Regions from separate parts of the Sus scrofa genome. Here region 1 is linked to region 2. A link is a contact called in public HiChIP or PLAC-seq data. All regions are on one chromosome and are shown on one strand. Each heading gives the region's core, a stretch centred on a gene start, on an enhancer-like site or on the middle of the called end of the contact. The rest is flanking DNA. Distances are from core to core; before and after follow the strand shown. Region 1 overlaps PHF20 (PHD finger protein 20). Region 2 holds the start of RBM39 (RNA-binding protein 39).

Evidence for each region. HiChIP or PLAC-seq counts read pairs in DNA pulled down with a chosen protein or histone mark.
Region 1: a contact with region 2 is called in an H3K27ac HiChIP or PLAC-seq map of skeletal muscle. The contact joins the enhancer-like site here to the promoter of RBM39 in region 2. A contact is called at or near these places in 5 of 47 Hi-C or Micro-C datasets (embryonic fibroblasts, fetal heart ventricle, fetal skeletal muscle and 1 more) and 2 of 2 datasets of contacts at active chromatin or transcription factors (alveolar macrophages and skeletal muscle).

The regions. Positions count from the first base shown.
Region 1 is chr17:39,186,595-39,189,819 of Sscrofa11.1, reverse strand. All of the region lies in intron 9 of PHF20 (PHD finger protein 20), which reads right to left. Among named protein-coding and RNA genes, the nearest start is that of CNBD2, 57 kb to the left of the region's middle. Within about 2 kb of position 1,904, at least 2 of the 83 cell types and tissues checked have an H3K27ac peak or open chromatin away from gene starts, as enhancers often do. A contact at or near this core is called in skeletal muscle, where this site is marked.
Region 2 is chr17:39,063,544-39,066,696 of Sscrofa11.1, reverse strand. RBM39 (RNA-binding protein 39) reads left to right here and starts at 1,894. Exons shown (of 17, transcript XM_021078281.1): 1 at 1,894-2,392; 2 at 2,998-3,061.

The DNA of each region.
Region 1 (3,225 bases), core at 655-3,154, 120 kb before region 2:
CACAGCGGAAACAAACCTGACTGGGAAACATGAGGTTGCTGGTTCGATCCCTGGCCTCGCTCAGTGGGTTAAGGATCCAGCACTGACGTGAGCTGTGCTGTAGGTCGCAGATGTGGCTCAGATCCTGCGTTGCTATGGCACAGGCTGGCAGCTGTAGCTCGGACTCAGCCCTTAGCCTGGGAACCTCCATTTGCCGTGGGTAAGGCCCTAAAAAGAAGGGAAAAAAAAAAAAAAAAAGAAAACCAGGAGAGTCACTGGCTGCCAAAAGGGCCTGCTGGGCCACTGTCTACAGAAATTCCATGTCTCACACACAGTGTCTATTTCCCAACAGGAAGATAGTTCATTTGGAACATATGTCACTGATGGCACCAGCTAAGTGACATCATCCACTCTTGGGATACTATGGCCCTTTGTCAACAGAAAAGCAGTTACTAGGAGACAACGTGCAGAAAATACGTATATTAAATCCTCCAGGGAACCTGGTTCAAAAGTTATGGGCAATCGAATTATCCTTGGAATAGAAGGTATACTACTGAAAACAATTTATTCCTGTTTTAGAAAGCAGTACGGAAATAAATATTTGCGAATAGTTACGGGTATTACCATTTAAATACTCTGTGCTCTCCCTCATGTTTAACAGATTTTCATTTGCAAGAACTGAGGCAAAGCACAGAGCTCTGTCCTAGGTTACCAGACTTAAAATCTCAAGTCACTCTTTGCTCTTGCCTCTCCAAAATTACTACTATACCTTAGTATATGAGAGGAAAAATGGTCCACAGAATCTGAATTTGCTATTTTTCTTGGCCACATCTACAACATGAGGAAGTTCTTGAGCCCAGGATAAAACTCCTGACCTGAGCCACCGCAGTGATTCTTAACCAGCTGCACCACAGGAAAACTCCCTTGAATTTGCTTTTAATAATGGTGTTTGGTATAACACTAAGGAATGCTTGTGGGGGTTTTTTGGTGGGGGGGTAGAAATAGACTATAAAATGTCTCCTAATAATCCCTGCTTCCTGGTACCCACATCCATGTGTAATCCCCTCCCCTTGAGTGTGGGCAGGACCTATAACATGCCTCTAATAGAACAGACAAAGATGAGAGGGTGTCCCTTTCATGATTATTAAGATTGTAGCATCCATCTCACTTGCTGGCTGGATGAAACAAGCTGCTATGTTGTGAGCTACTCAGATGCATGTGGCATGGAACTGAGAGTGCCCACAAAAAAGCTGGCCCTCAGTCTGACAACCTGCAAAAAATTGAATGCTACCAACAACCTGTGAGACTGGAAGCATATCCTTCCACAGTAGAGTTTTCAGATAAGACTACAGCCCTGGTCAACCCCTTGATGGCAGCCTTGCAGAGAAGCCTGTTAAGCTGTGCTTGAACAGTTAACCCACAAAAACTGTGAGAAAGTAAATATGTTGTTTTAAGCTATGTTTGTGAATACTGTCACATAGCAAGTGAGTAGAATCAGAAGCCCACTTGTTTTCTATTTGTTTGGGTAATGCTTTATACTTTTCCTTTTACAATAAGCACTTATTACTTTCTTACTTAAAAAAAAAAAGTTTTTAAACAATGTTTTCTAAAGCTTGGCCTAGAAATAATGTTCCATATAGCTGGGGTTTTTGTATGTCCATTGCCTGTACCTCAAAACCTCAGAGTCGGATGACTATGATGATGGTATTCATCCTGGCTAGCAATACTCAGTCTGGTATTCTAAGCCCATGTCATTCTGAGCACCATATTACCTTCCAAACTCATCTCCTATTAATTAATCCAAAATGGGCCTCAGCAGCTGCCCCGGCCAATTCCTGGCCCCAGGAATAGCTTCTTCACACTCTCATAGCTTGCACCTCTGCTAATGGTGTGCCCTCTCCCTGCCATTCCTACCCACCTGAGCCAAGTCTTTACTGCCACCCAGACTTAGCTCGTTCCAAATGCATGAAGGCGTCCAGATGGCCCTGGCTTGCAGGCACCACATGCTATCAACACCTGGCACAAACAACAATTTGCTGCACCCTATCTTTAGCACTGCAGAGCTGCTCCTGGATCTTGCTATCTGTCACTTCTCCAGCCAGAGGATAAGGCTCATTGTCCTGTGTTCCCTCAGAACCAACCCCTAATACAGCTGGTATTCTTGTCAATGAGGATACCACATGACCCCTATAGTTTAATACTTTTTTGACATGTACTTCAAATACTATGAATAAAACATTTTCCAGGTCTATGAAGGAAAAACTTTCTCAGCTATGAAGCATCAAAAAGCAACCAAAGAGAAACATGAACAAATTTAAATATTCACAGCAAATCCAGTCAAATGCTTAGAATTAAAAAAAAAACAAAGTGTCCATAAACAGAGGGATAGTAAATTATGAGAAGTCTACACTATATAATTCTAACAAGCCATTTAAAAGAATGAAGTAGCTCTGTACTTACTGATATGGATCATGTCAAGATACATTATCAAGTCAGAAAAGGAAGTTGATCAGTACATATTCTATGACCCCACATATGGTTACACATGGGAAAAAACGTATTATAAAAATGCCCAGAGGCGTTCCCATTGTGGCACAGCAGAAACGAATCCGACCAGGAACCATGGGGTGGCAGGTTCGATCCCTGGCCTTGATCAGTGGGTTAAGGATCCAGCGTTGCTGTGAGCTGTGGTGTAGGTCGCAGACGCAGCTCAGATCCCAAGTTGACATGGCTGTGGCGTAGGCCAGCGGCTACAGCTCCGATTGAACCCCTAGCCTGGGAACCTCCATATGCCGTGGGTGCAGCCCTGAAAAGACAAAAAAAAAAAAAAAAAAAAAAAAAGCACAGAAAGGAAACCATAAGGATAGATATCAAACTGTTGGCAGCTCTAGTGAGGAGCTCAAGCTAGGAAAGCAGGTAGTAAAGAGGAACTTTCACATTTTCTCTGTATGCCCCAGGAGCCATGAGCACACCTAGCACTCAGCTCTTGGTTCCTCACTACAGTTCTCCATGTAAAGTGGAGAAAGGGCTTCTTACAGAAAAGACTGAATCCAAGATTGGATAAGAACAATATAAGCTTGGAACATCTTGTTATGCCACAAAGTAAAGATGACAAAGGAACCAGTTTGAAGGGCTCCCACTGGCCAAATGTGGGACAATAATTGATTAAAATAAATAATGATAGAGACAGACTGTAACCCAGAGAACAAAAGAATCCATCAGTCCATGTGGATATAAAAAGAAAGA
Region 2 (3,153 bases), core at 645-3,144:
CTGGATCCCAGACCCACTAAGCAAGGCTAGGGATTACACCCACATCCTCATACTAGTCGGATTCGTTTCTGTTGTGCCACAACGGAAATTCCCTGAAAGTCACTTTAACACATACATTTGCTCTAAATAATTTTGTTTAGAAATAACTTTTTTTTTCCCCACACAAATAACGGAATTACTGGGTCAGGGATCGAATCCCAGCCACAGCAGTGACCTACACCACAGCTGGGGCAATGAGGAATCCTTAACCCATTTCTCAGCTCAGGGGATCTAATTCAAGGCCACCCTAGAGACGCCAGATCCTTGACCCACTGCACCACAGCATAAACTCCCTAAGTTAACTTTTTTTTTTGTTTTTGTCTTTTTAGGGTTACACCTGTGGCAAATGGAGGTTCCCAGGCTAGGGGTCCAATCAGAGCTGTAGCTGCCAGCCTACACAAGAGACACAGCAATGCTGGGAACTGAGCCAAATCTGTGACCTATACCACATTTCACGGCAAGGGATCCTTAACCCACTGAACAAGGGATCAAACCCGAGTCCTCATGGATGCTAGCTGGGTTCACTAACCACTGAGCCATGATGGGAACTCCCATAACTTTTTTGATGATTAAGTATTAGCCAAACATTTTACAGCTATCACATTAATCCTCACTATACTCCTATTAGACCATTCATTCATTCACTCACATCCAATATCCACCTGGCTGGTATGCGGCTAAGGGATGAGAAATAGCTGTTAAGCATTATTCACCTAGGTCAGGATCAAGAAGTTAAGCCTATTAACTATAACCTTTTTCATAGGAGGAAATGAAGGAGAGGCTCCGATAGGTTAGTTTATTTGTCCAAGGTTACTCAGTGTTGGAGCACTTGCCCAAGCTCATTTCAAATCTTTGCCCTCAACCGTTAAGCTGTTAACATATTTTAAGTTTTCTTCAAGATTTTTTGCTTTTAAATTACCTATTTCTTTCAAAAAATTTTTTTCCTTTTTTTGGCCACACCCGTGGCAGATGGAAGTTCCATGGCCAGGGATCCAATTCGAGCTGCAGCTACGGCAACCCTGGCAGTTTGGGATCTTTAACCCATTGCTCCGGGGTAGGGGGTGGGGATCCAATACTTGCTGCAGCAGAAATGAGGGCTCCTTACCCCCCTTTGCCACAGGAGAACTCCTAAACATTTTTATCTTAGAGGTAAAAGCTTTATGGTCAGTGACCTGTCTGCTCCCCTCTCTTTTGCAGCACTGTAGCTCAAAGAACAAGTGGTGAATCTATATACTCTGCCAGGCATCTGGGAGGGAGGGTCCAAGTCCCAGGGGAATGGGGGATATTTTTGAAGAAACAATAGCAACCCTGACACAAGGCCAGACTATAAATTCGGAGGGCACAAACTTGGTCCCCTGCCAAGGAAAGCAGTATTTTTTCACCTTCTCTTTGCCTTTTCCCACTACTGTTTTGAAGATCGACAGAAGACGCAGCGCCTTAGTCCAGTGGCTCCAAAGGCCGAGGAAACCCAATTTCTGTTCTACAGCCTTAGCCCCCTGCCCCTGTACATCTCCTCTTGCCTTATCTCTTACATGATTTTCACTCCGTTCTCGCCCCTGCCGGAAAATCCACATATGATTTTCGTTTTCGTTTTATTCATCCACCATTTGGATTAGGTCGCTTTATGGCGACCTTGACGGACATCTAGGTGGGGGGCGCGGGGGAGGGGAGAAGCCGTCATCTCTGAGGGAGAAACCTTCAGACGGTTATGGGGTGGTGTCGCGAGGAGGCGGCAACCACAGAGCTCCATTCAGCTTAGAGTTTTGTATCAGATTGACAAAAAATGCACCAACTGCCTTCGCGTTTAGCGACTCGCGCCGTCTCGCGAGATGAGGAAGACTATCTGGAGGGGGGAGTCAAAAGCGGCTCCCCGGGTGGGGGATGGGAATATCTGTGGCGCAATCATTGCGCGAGATTGGGCTATGGTCACTAGGGCCCCATGCTTATTCTCGCGATGTTTTGGCCTTTCTGGCCTAGGAGTAGGGGCAACGTCTCGCGAGAGCCCGTGCTGAGGGCTCTGTGAGGCCCCGTGTGTTTGTGTGTGTGTATGTGTGTTGCTGAATGTGAGTACGGGGAAGCAGCGGCCGCCATTTCAGAGAGCCTGCCGAAGCTGTCGCAGGGGTGGATCCGGTGCTGCCGAAGCCGCCATCCATAACTCCCGCGTGGGCTCCTTTAATCCCATTGTTTCTTTTAGATTCGTTTGGGCCTATCCGCTCTTGGAGCCCGAAATTCGGGCTGGGCGGTATCGCGGCCTGGGCCTAGCGGCTTAACAGTTGCACCAGCGGCGGCAGCAGCAGCAGCAGCCCCCCTCTTTCCGAACCCAAGCACCGCAGGGGCCCGAAAGGCCACGCAGGTAAGGGGGCGTCGCGGATTCGCATAATGTTAGCGTTTTTTTGAGTTTGGTTTTTTTCTGGGTTGATGGGCACTTCTTAGGCCGTCTCATGCGGCGGGATTGGGGTGGGGGAGCAGTTCTCCAGAAATAGATTAAATTTCGGCGACCGCGCCCTTTTCCGGTCGGGGAGATTTCAGAGTTTGGGGGTGGTACGGGTTCTAGAGGGGCCGCGGGCAGATGGGGACCTGTCCTTTGGAGGCCTGGGCCGGCCGCGACCTCCCAACATGGCGCCAGCCGAACGCTGCCATGGCACACAACCCCTCCCAACTAAGGGAGTTTCCCTTTGCCCCTAAAATGGCAGCGCGGGTTTTGCGCGGAAAGAGGCGCTTTCGCTCGTTGGTCTTGGGTTCTGTTTTTGAGTAAGTAGGATTTTTAAAAATCGGGTAGTTAATCCGCTTTAGCGTTACCGGTCTTGGGGACATTTCATGTTTGATTGCCAAGCCTGCTAAAGTCCCACTTGAATCAATCTTTGTGGCTTTTGTTAAGTTTTGGAGTACGTCGGGTAAGAAGGAAATCTGGCAGAATTTTTAAATGTTTACTCACTTAATTTTCATTCTTAACTCTAGGCGTTTAGAGAAAATGGCAGACGATATTGATATTGAAGCAATGCTTGAGGCTCCTTACAAGAAGGTGAGAAAAAACATGTCGGTGAGGTTTATCTATTTCTTAATTTAGCAATATTCACGAAACTACTGCTGAAATGTAGACTAACCTCCCGGAGC